Regions from separate parts of the Mus musculus genome. Here region 1 is linked to region 2. Evidence: chromatin contacts called from public Hi-C data. All regions are on one chromosome and are shown on one strand. The core of a region is the stretch at or near the end of the contact, and the rest is flanking DNA. Distances in the headings are between cores, read along the strand shown.

The links. Hi-C and Micro-C count contacts between places; a contact is called where the count stands out from the background.
Region 1: a contact with region 2 is called in a Hi-C map of B cells, with 6 read pairs. The contact joins the promoter of Cog1 here to the promoter of Slc16a6 in region 2. A contact is called at or near these places in 1 of 39 promoter capture datasets (pre-B cells) and 1 of 484 Hi-C or Micro-C datasets (B cells).

What each region holds. Positions count from the first base shown.
Region 1 is chr11:113,646,669-113,652,190 of GRCm38.p6, forward strand. Cog1 (component of oligomeric golgi complex 1) reads left to right here and starts at 2,861. Exons shown (of 14, transcript NM_013581.3): 1 at 2,861-3,207; 2 at 5,177-5,418. The coding sequence starts at 2,893. It also overlaps a transcript of Slc39a11 not described here.
Region 2 is chr11:109,471,830-109,477,042 of GRCm38.p6, forward strand. Slc16a6 (solute carrier family 16 (monocarboxylic acid transporters), member 6) reads right to left here and starts at 1,769. Exons shown (of 6, transcript NM_001029842.2): 1 at 1,419-1,769. The coding sequence starts at 1,663. It overlaps Arsg (arylsulfatase G), which reads left to right and starts at 1,545. Exons shown (of 14, transcript NM_028710.3): 1 at 1,545-1,592.

The DNA.
Region 1 (5,522 bases), core at 1,611-4,110, 4.2 Mb after region 2:
GAGCAGCAAGACTCAGTGGGCTAGGCCTTTGTACATCAATTAGCAATCTTACAAAGTGCCTCATGGACACACCCACAAGCCAATCTGAGCAAGGCCATTCATCATTTGAGCATCACTCTTCTCAGGTGACTCTAGGTCCAGCTGGCAGCTGACACCCTGACAACAGGCCTCACCATCGACAGGCTTGGTGACCTCACCTAGGTTACTCAGTTCGATGGAACCTTAGCTGTCTGTAACGCCGCCTCTGCGTGGGATCCTTGTGAGAAGCAGAGAGGAAAGATGCAAAGGGCCAGTGATGCTCTAAATGACAGCTAGGGTTATGGAGGAATGCCTCTTTGATTTCAAGAGCTACAACTTAAAGGTTGAAGCTAGAAGGATGAAGGACTGATACTAGAACTCAGACTGAAGGGGCTGGAGAGATGGCCCAGCGGTTAAGAGTGCTGGCTGCTCTTACAGAGGACTGGAATTTGGTTTCTTGCTCAGTCTCCCGTGACTTCAGCTCCAGGGGATCTGAACTCTTTTTTGGTCTCTGTAGGCACCGCACAAACATGCCCAGACACACAAACGCACACTCATAAATAAAGTAATAATAAATTAAATTAAATCAAAGCTTCACTCGACACATACTTACACCTGGTCATAAACTACACTAAATGACAGCAGCACCCCTGAGCTTAAGCAATGTCTGTCCCCAACATCCTGGCACAGTGACTCCTCTAGCTGCTTGGGCTGAGCTCTTGGCCCAGTTGCTGGTTTGGATAGTTCTGGCTGATAGGCAGACAGCATCAGGAAAGGAGGGGGCTGCTCTCTGGGTGCAGAAGTAAAACCTGGAGCCTTAGAGAGCAGAGCCAAGGACACATCTCCCAAAGGCCTGGGGAGCTTTCCCAGTGCCCAGGCTGAGAAGACATCTGGAAACAGCCCCGAGCAGCAGTTCTTCTGCAGGCAGAGAGGCAACCGTAGCATCTTCAGGCAGGTCTGATGAACTCAGCCAAGGAAACAGCACAAAAGACGGAAAAGCAAATGCCGGTCTCAAAACACATTGGGCAGAGTGGCCTTTGCCAAAGCCATCATACAAGAAGCCCCTAGTCCCACATGGAACTGATCATAGCCTATCGTGTTCCCCTCAGTGTAGGAAAGGTGTTAGCTTACTAACTCTTGGGGAACTGGAAGCTTGAGGAATAAGTGTTAGGCTCCCAGGGCAAGCTACAGACCACGGTTCTGATTTTCAGAGAAAATGGATGTATTGATAACACAGTGAGCTGCTGGGCAGGATGTGCAACTAAGCTGAAGAGACAGGAGCAAAGAGAGGGCGAACATTCCTAATCCAAGGTATACCACAGGGTGATCCAACCTGCAGATACCCATCACCAGCGCTGGCACCTGAAACTACAGCTGCAGCCACTGTCCCTGCCAGTCCTGCACACTAGGTGTTGTGGGTGAGACCTAGCCTCTACAAGGCTGAAATCCCTGCACCAGGGCATCGCTGCCTTCAAAGGCCCAAGAAGGTCTTGTGGACCAGTCCCAGGCCCCAGGCTGGCACAGTAGGTGCAAGAAGTCCTGGGGAAAGTTTCTGCCTGACAGAGAAGCGCTTCCAAACACGGAAGACAGATTCTGCAGGCTCAGAAGCAAAACAGCACCAAAGCAGCCGGTAGCGCGGGACTATAGAAAGGACTGCACGTCACCGCTGCGCCACCAGGGGGCGCGCTGTGCTGGGGGAACTCTGACGCGTAGGCGGTATCTCAAGCCAAGTGGCTTGAGTTCTGAGTTAACCCCCTTCCCCGAGGTAAGTAAAATTCCCTGGGCTTCAGTTGTGCATAGAGCAGGGACTCTTCTTGCTGGAATGTCGTAAGTAAACCCCCTTATTTAGATATCAATCTATTGCTGTGACATTTGCCTCGAAGTAGTGGCAGTGGTGAACGGGAGAGAAAACCCAGAGGCTGTCTGTGGTACAGGGCTGCTGAACACACAATACTGTTTTCTCTGTGTTAACATAGGAAAGAATTCTTCAGCAAACTTTTCCAAAACGAAGGGCCCTGAACGGACTTATGAACAGCAAGCCAGAACGTCCAGGTTTTCTTACTGGGTCAATCTCAGGATGTCCAATCCTCTGGCATCATGGACTCCCCATCGTTCTCCACCACAGGAGGCCTGTAACAGGGAAACCCATTTTGTGGCCACTAAACAATATTTAAATAAAATAGAAGACCCAGGTAACAAGGTGGACCACAGCCGTCACTCAGATCTCCAGCTGCCAAGTCCTAAGGGAAGAGTCCCAAGGCCCAGTCCTGGTTGCTGTGATGGTCTATCGAAGGCAAAAGCGTGCATGCATGTAAGACCGACAGCAACACGACCATACGTGCATCTTTACCATAATGAACCCCACGGTGAAGCTCTTCCCTCCCCAGGAAAGGGTTTGGGTGCGACGCAAGGGGCTCCGGGCCACTAAGACTTTGACCACCAAGTACAACCTTAACTATTTCGCTTCTCTAAGGAAACGAGCGCTCAGGGTAGGCGAGATGGCACAGCAGGCAAAGGCGATTGCCGCCAAAGCCGATAAAATTCCATCTAAAATTCTATACTGAGATCCTCATGGCAGGAGTGAGCCTCCTGCAACTTATGACCTCCGCGCGCATCTGTTTCTGTCGCACGTACTCCACCTACATAGGGTGAGAATGGGGAGGAAGAGGGAAGGAAGGAAGAGTGAAGGAGAGAGAAGGGAGATTGTAACAGTAAAAAATAAGCTCTGGAGAGCAGCACTGCCACCGAGGCTCAGTCCCTGGGACCACCGAGGCTCCCGACCTGGCGGAAGCACTTCCGCCCCCATCCATGATGGCGGGAGGGCGGGGCGGGGCTGGCAGGCGGAAGCGGCCGGCGGATCCCTGGCTTAGCACCATGGCGGCCGCGACCGCCTCCTCCGCGCTCAAGCGGCTGGATCTGCGCGATCCCAACGCGCTCTTCGAGACTCATGGAGCGGAGGAGATCCGCGGGCTGGAGCGCCAGGTCCGAGCCGAGATCGAACACAAGAAGGAGGAGCTGCGGCAGATGGTGGGCGAGCGGTACCGCGACCTGATCGAGGCGGCGGACACCATCGGCCAGATGCGCCGCTGCGCCGAGGGCCTGGTGGACGCCGTGCAGGCCACCGATCAATACTGCGCCCGCCTCCGCCAGGCCGGCTCCGTGGCGCCCCGGGTCCCACGGGCCCCGCAGGTCAGTCCGGGATCCGAACCCGCCACGTCCCTCCGCCCCCGCCGCCCGGCGGACCCCACCCCTCACCTTCCGCCGGAGGAGCCCGCCCCTCGCCGCCGCGGGCTACCGGGAGGCGTCTGCGGGCCTTCCTCGGGACGCTGGTCCGCTGCCGAAAAGCCAGCCGGCCTTTTGCTCCGGGAGCCTTCCCGGACTTCCGGACGATTCCCTCGCCTCCCGTGGGTTCGCTGCGCTCTCCTTCCCTTTTAACTGAAAACGCCAGGGGTCTCTCGACTGTCAGATCTCTCCCGTTAGCTCACACCTTCCTGTCAAAGTCATTCATTCATTCCCCATCCCACCCTGAGCCCGACCGAGCCTGGAGAATTGGGGGAGGGTAGCCTCAGCCGTCAGACCCTCCCCCTTTTAATAGGTGAGCAGTTTCATTTCAGGCTGGTTTAAAAAACTCAGGGTATCCTGATGTCCTCCCATGAAACGTTTAAGACCCGATGCGGATCGAATTCTGACATTGGGTGTTGGCTTAGGAATGAGCAGAGGGCGCCGAGGGTAAATAGTTTTTAACCTAGGAGAACTTACTGTAACAGAAGAAGAAATTACAAAAGCACACTAGCCCACATGTGGAGCCAGCTTTCTTGCGCTACTTAGGTGTCAGAAAATCCAAGCCAAAAAAACTAGGGCAGTATAATGAACGTGGGCAAAGAAGGTTGGAACTTTGTCAGCCTGTCACTCCCTAAGCTACACATTAAGTACAGCCCCCTTCCCAAATGGACAGACTTAGCTGGCTAGCTTCAACTATGTAAGCCCAGTCTTAGAAATGGATTGATTTTCATGGTTATGGCTGGTGCATTTCTGGGGGAATGCCCTCTCCGTTCAAATCATAAACAGGAGCCTCCCAAGATGTTCTTGAAGTTTACATTCTAATTAAAGAAAGAAATTCTTGGGAAATTGAATTTTTAAAATATGAATAATTTAGAATGGCAGTAGAAAATAGTTTAGCATAAAGGTGATTAATCGCCACATGTCCATTTAATGTAATAGTTCGGAAGGAAGGAGTGAGTTAGGTGTGGCTCCTCCCCAGTAAGGACAACTGAGATTTGGAACATTGACGTCTCTGGCCAGCTATGCTGCTGTAACAAAAGATTTAACACTGGATAGTTCATAAAGAGTAGACATTCATTTTCCCTCAGGAATAGGCCTGGGAAGTCCGAGATCAAACTGTTAGCATCTGACGTCCGTTGCAGGCCTGCTTGCCTCCCATAGCAGATGGGGAGGAACACAAAAGAGCCAGAGTTAGTTCCCCTCCTTTACCGGCACCCCACACACCACTACTGAAGACGGACTCGAGGTGAGAGGGCAGATGAGAGGCCTGAAGTCTCAGCCAGATGAAGATCTGGTGCAGGGGTGGTAAAGAACAGTCAACGAGAAATGTTTGGTGACCTTAAAGAGAAAGGAGAGGAAGGAGGAAGCTTGTAGGAAGTCTCCCTTCCACCCACCGATAACCAGATGGCGAGATGCCCCGCCCTCCTACCAATAACCAGATGGCGAGATGCCCCGCCCTCCTACCAATAACCAGATGGTGAGATGCCCCGCCCTCCTACCAATAACCAGATGGCGAGATGCCCCGCCCTCCTACCAATAACCAGATGGTGAGATGCCATTTGGTCGGACATAAGTGCCCTGCAAGCTGAGTGGTACTGAGTGTGGCTTTATGAAAACGTCAGATTTTGTTTTCGTTTTAAAGACAGGGTTTCTCTGTGCTGTCCTGGCTAGCCTGGAACTCACTATGTTGACCAGGCTGGTGTCTAACTCACAAGAGATCCGCCCACCACTGCCCCTTGGGTGCTGGGATCAAAGGTGTGCGATACCACACACGGAAAAGCTTGAGATCTTAAAGCATTCCCCAGCTTCTCCCCCAGGCCTGTGTAAACGGAGCTGTGCTTTTTATTTGCTCTTCTGACGGTCTACTGCCCTTCAGCCACAGCCGCCGTCCGAGAAGTTCTACAGCATGGCCGCCCAGATTAAGCTGCTGCTGGAGATCCCGGAGAAGATCTGGAGCGCCATGGAAGCCTCGCAGCACCTCCAGGCCACACAGCTCTACCTGCTCTGCTGCCACCTGCATAGCCTGCTGCAGCTGGACTCCTCTAACTCCAGATACAGCCCCATCCTCTCGAGATTTCCAATCCTCATCCGCCAGGTGGCAGCAGCCAGCCACTTCCGGTGAGTTTGGTAGCCCCCACCCTAGCTCACTGAGCCCCTACAAGTGTCACAGGGGTCTGTCCGTTTTTCTCCTTATACACTGAGCCACTTCACCCCAGATGTTA
Region 2 (5,213 bases), core at 519-3,018:
ACCCCCGAGCCACCTAACAGTGCTTGGCACACGGGAAGACCTTAGTATAGGAACTGGCACTTTCTTGTAGCTAGACACTCATCAGAATGGTTTGTAAAAAAAACAAAACAAAACAAACAAACAAACAAACAAACAAAAAAAACCAGTCAGATCACCAGAGGCTGAAATCTCAATCCTAAGGTAGAAATCCCCTTCCCGTCAAAAGCAGCCAGCACAGTGCCTAGCTGTACAAACCACCAGCTTCCAGGTTAAGGAGTTGTAATGGGTTCCTCAATTCCTACGATCTTCCCCCCTACCCTGTTGTTCGATGACATTTTTACACGCCATCTAACAAACTTCTATCACTTGTCTGCTGCGGTGCAGGGATTGAGAACAACCCAGAAGGAAATTAACCTATTTCCTCTTTAAAATCATTCTCCCCCCACGCCTGGAGCCGTTCAGCTGCACGACACTTTGCTGCCGCTGGTAGCCCGGCGGACCTTGGAAGTTGTGCGGGACCGACCAGCAGGCAGCAAGCGGGTGACAGTGCAGCCCGGCAAGGTGTGGGACCCACGCTCCGAAGGGAAATCTGTCTCTCTCCGGGACCGCCCTGGGGAGGGGGGTAACAGGGATGGAGACCCGAAGTTCCACTTTTCCCTCGTGCTGCCTCAGTGGCCGCCTTGGGTGCGCGCGCGAGCCCGGGGAAGGAAGGTACCTCTCTGACATTTCGCTCTGCTGACGCGCCGGCAACTTCATGAGGAAAATCCAGAGAGGGTCTGAGACGGTCGCCGGACTCGCCTCACAGCCTGGCTCCTTTCACCCCGGGTTGGGGACGATCAAAGGCCAGGGCACCCTTTAAGGTATTTCCTGGAACCCATCTATACTTAGGGTCATGGACATTCAACTCTCAGTTGCCCACAACTGCCCGAGCGCGTCATCCCAGTGGCTCCGAACACTCCCAACTGTCAGAATATTTTTCGGATTAACCTCTTTAAAATGTTAAAAGCTTTCCTCCTCCCCGCCCTTAAAAAAAAAAAAAAGGCCCCAACACATATTAAAAAACAAACAAACAAACACCCATACCCCACAATCAAACTTTTAAGCGTGTAAAATAATAAAACCAACTCACCAAGTTAGAAGGGAAGAGAATAAACCCCAAAAGGCACCCAATAAGGCGGAGGCTGGGCCTCCGGAGCCTTCTTATAAACCGCTCCGTAACATGAGAAAAAGGTTTAACCCCTTAGGGCGTGGGCCAGAGTCTCTATCAAGTTGGCTCCGGGCGGGGAGCCTGGAGTACCCTGGCCCCCAACCCACGCCAGCCTCGGCCACCCGAGCCACACCCTCCCCCCGCCCCCCAACCCTGTCGCCTCCTCCCGGGCCGTGCGTGCCGCCGCCCGCGCCCCGGCCCCGCTTCTCTCTGCCTATCTCTTATCCTATACCGGCTGCAGCCGGTCTCCGCCGGCCTCGGGGGCGCGCCGCCGACCATGTGCTGGGAGCGCCGAGCGCCTGCAAGGAGGGGGCCGGCCTGGTGCGCGCGCGCGGGCCCACGTGGATCGGGGCCGCGCAAGGCACGCGCCCCGCCTGCCGGCTGCCGGGGCTGGGGGTCACGGAAGGTAACCGCGCTGTCATCGCGGGTCGCCCATCCCCGCCGACGCCTCTGGGGTCCTTGGCCCGACGCCCTCATCCCCTCATCCGCGCGTGCCCGTGTGATCCCGGCCCGATCGGACCCCGGCACTTAGCTGCAGTGCGAGCGGGAGCGCGATCGAGCCCGGGGCGACCGAGTGCGCCCCTGCACCCCCTCTCCGAGCGCAGCTCCCGGGTCCGCCCGCGCCCTGAGGATTTGGGGAGCCAGTGAGGAGGCTGGGGAGGGGGGGTTGGGAGGGCAGGGGAGGCGCGCGTTTGGGCTGGTCCCGCGCGTCCCTGGTCCCGGACTGAACAGGTTCCTTCCAGTTTGGGTGTGAGCGGAGCACGCGCGGGATCCCGAGTTCCTCCTCTAGAGACCACTTCCCCCCCAAATTTCGTCAACTCGCGCGCCCCGCCAGTTCCCCTTCCGGGCATGCGGGGGGAAGTGCCGCAATGGGCCCTAAGGAGCCCGCGGCTGGGTTGCTGCCGGTGCACTGTCGTGTTCCCCCGCCTCCCCTCCCCGTGCTGCCTTGTTTGCAGCCGCAGCAGCCACCAGCCGCCAGCATCCGCGCTGCGCGAAAGAGATGGGAGAAGCCTGGCTGAGTCAGCATCTCCGCTTCTCCGTGCGCGCGCACCCGCCTAGGCGGGAGGCGGCGTGAGCACAGGTGCACGGCAGCCTTAACCCCCCCCCCCCCCAGGAGGCTTCTGGGGGGATCGAGACCCCCAAACCTCCAAGCCCCCTGATCCCAAAGGTCACTATGAACTAAATGGATGCTTCCGGAGAAGCCCGAGTTATTCCTGAGGACAGCGCGTGTCTGAGGATTAGGGACTGTTCAGAGCCAGAGGGGGCGCAAAGTTGGTTTCCTGGACTCCATCTCACACCTCTGGAGAAAAACTGGGTACTGCCTCACAGCAAAAGCCCTGTTCCTCTGCATTCCCCCCCCTTCCCCCCTCAGACTTAGGCAACCCACGTCGGTTGATTGTGGCTCAGAGATTGTCTTTCTGATGTTAGAAACTGCAGAGAACCTACTTTGGGAGTGTGCCTGAAGGGTCGCCACCCACCGGGAGGAGCACCGGTTCAAAATTTTAATAAAAACCTTTCCTTGCTCTGTCATTTCCCCCAGGATTTGGGAATGCAGTCACCCAGTGCTGTCAATAGGCTCTGGTGTGGCTAAGTGAGGAGGCAGGTGTATTGGTGCAGAGTGTGTTACTCTGGTCACTGTAGTCCAGCCAGGCTACCACTGAATAATAACTGGCAAATTTGTGGGAATAATTAAACCTTTACCCCATCCCAGACAGGTGTAGTCCACGCTGGCTTCAAACTTATATTTGACCCCCCCCCCCCCAAATCCTGGTTTGTTTGTTTTTAAAAAACACGATCTCACTAGCCAAGCCAAGACTAACCTAAAACTGAAGATCCTCCTGTCTCGGCCTCCAAAGTGATGGGATCGCAGGGTTCTTTTTTCTTTTTCTTTTGGTTTTTTCAAGACAGCTTTGAAACCAGGCTGGCCTCTGCCTCCCGAGTGCTGGGATTAAAGGCGTGCACCACCACCGCCTGTCGCAGGCTTCTTTTTCTTAACCAAGGTCTGTCTGTAACTGGTCTGCACCGCCTAGCTTCAACCCGTCCACCAGCCTCATCCTGCACTGTAGCTGTGACTACAGGCACAATACGCTCTGCCTGGCTGGAAATGGCACGATTTTAAGACACGTTTTAAAGATGGAGCTCAGCTGATCTTGGGCTTGCAATCTTTCTGACTGTGCCTCCCAAGCACTGAAAACGCTGGCATGTGCCGTGATGCCTACCTCTTGAGTTTTCTCAACCTCTGAGTTTAAAACTTAGATAGTGCCCAAAGTCCTAGACATCAATGAATGAATGACTGGATAAAACCAGGCTGTGGAGGGCAGTAACAGCAGCCAGGTAGAATTAATTATTAATAATGTATTACTTCACGGGGACAGTGGTGGTGCACGCCTTTGATCCCAGCACTTGGAGGCAGAGGCAGGCGGATTTCTGAGTTCAAGGACAGCCTGGTCTACAAAGTGAGTTCCAGGACAGCAAGGGCTACACAGAGAAAGACTGTCTTGAAAAAAAAAAAAGTGTATTATTGCTATTTTATTATAACTCATTGTTTTACATCTGTGTTGGTTCCGATACTGAATTAAGTAGCACCCATGTGATTTGATGTGTTGGTTTTGTTTTGTTTTTCCAGATAGGGTTTCTCTGTGTTCCAGGATAGCCACCAGGCAGCTCTCAAATTCAGACCTGCCAAAGGCATGGACCACTATGCCTGACTTATTTGGGTTTTTGAGATAAAATCTGATGAGGATGACCTTAAATTCCCGATCCTCGGAATTCACCTAAGTGCTGGAATTATAGGTCCGCTCCATCAGGTTTGGCTTGTCCTGGTGTGGTACAATGATTCCCCTTGTAGAGATGAGGCAGATTGACTTGGACCCCTGGTGTCTGGATAAGGAGAGGTGGCTGGAATCCAGCCTTGCTGGCCACAGGCTGATGACTTTTGCTGGTCAGAGCCGGGCCTCACCTTTTTCCCTTGAAGCCTAGTGATCCAGGGAAAAGATGAAAGCCCCTGTTTTTCTCCCTTCCTCAGTACTGCATTACCATGCTAATCAAAGCCCCCAGACAGAACTAACTTTGTTTAGTCCTAAATAAGAACAAAGAGACCTTTGCAGTCTGGAGTACAGGACCAGAAAAATCAGGAAATTAAGCTAAGGGCCGGGCTGTACGGTTGTCCTCTTCTGTAGGTCAGTGGGAATCTCTGTGTGGCGCAGGCAGAGTCCCCTCTTCCTCTGCAGCAGACAAGGCACTAAGTTTGTTGTGAGAGTCCCTCAGCATCTTCTTGGGGGTGTGGGGAAACAGCTTCTTCAGAGCTGCCCCAGGCGCTCTCTCTCTCTCTCTCTCTCTCTCTCTCTCTCTCTCTGTCTTTCTTTTCTAGCCCTTAGGGTCATTTGCATGAGAATAGATTCCTTTGTGCAAAGTTGGCCTGCCTGTTCCCTGTCCACACTTATAGTCTTTGGGTTGGGTTGCTAGGCAGATATGACCCTGGCTTGCAAATAAGCTCGTGGCTTTTACCAGCCTGTGAGAACTTCATCTTGGGAAGCAGTCTGAAAGAAGGCTCCCCTGGAGCTCAGAAGGAGGGTCCTGCAAGCCTGCTTTGGGCTGCTGGGTCTTCAGGATAGCCTCAGAAGAAGAGAGTATCTGAGAGGCTATTAGGGAAGGCCTCAGCCCCTCAGGGTTCCACCTCCCCTTTTTCCATTGCACCTACTAGACACCTACCTAAGGGTTTCTGTTCTGCTCGAGTGGCCTAGATCCTATTATAGTTAGTTCTTGCTTTTAAAACGCTAATATCCGTTTCTCTAGTTGACAGAGAAGCTCACGTCTGTTAACTGAAGTATCCAGGCAGAGGGGCTGTGCGTTTATCTTGTGGTCTTGACTCCCACTTGATAGTCAGTCGGTAGAAAGGAGAGAGGAGAAACTGCTCTGAGGGACTTAGGTATTTGGAGAGGAACAGCTAGTGATGGTGTCACAGAACTTGGGGGTCACAGTCTGTACCCCACAAAAGCCAAGAACAGCCACCTGCCCTTAAGGCAAT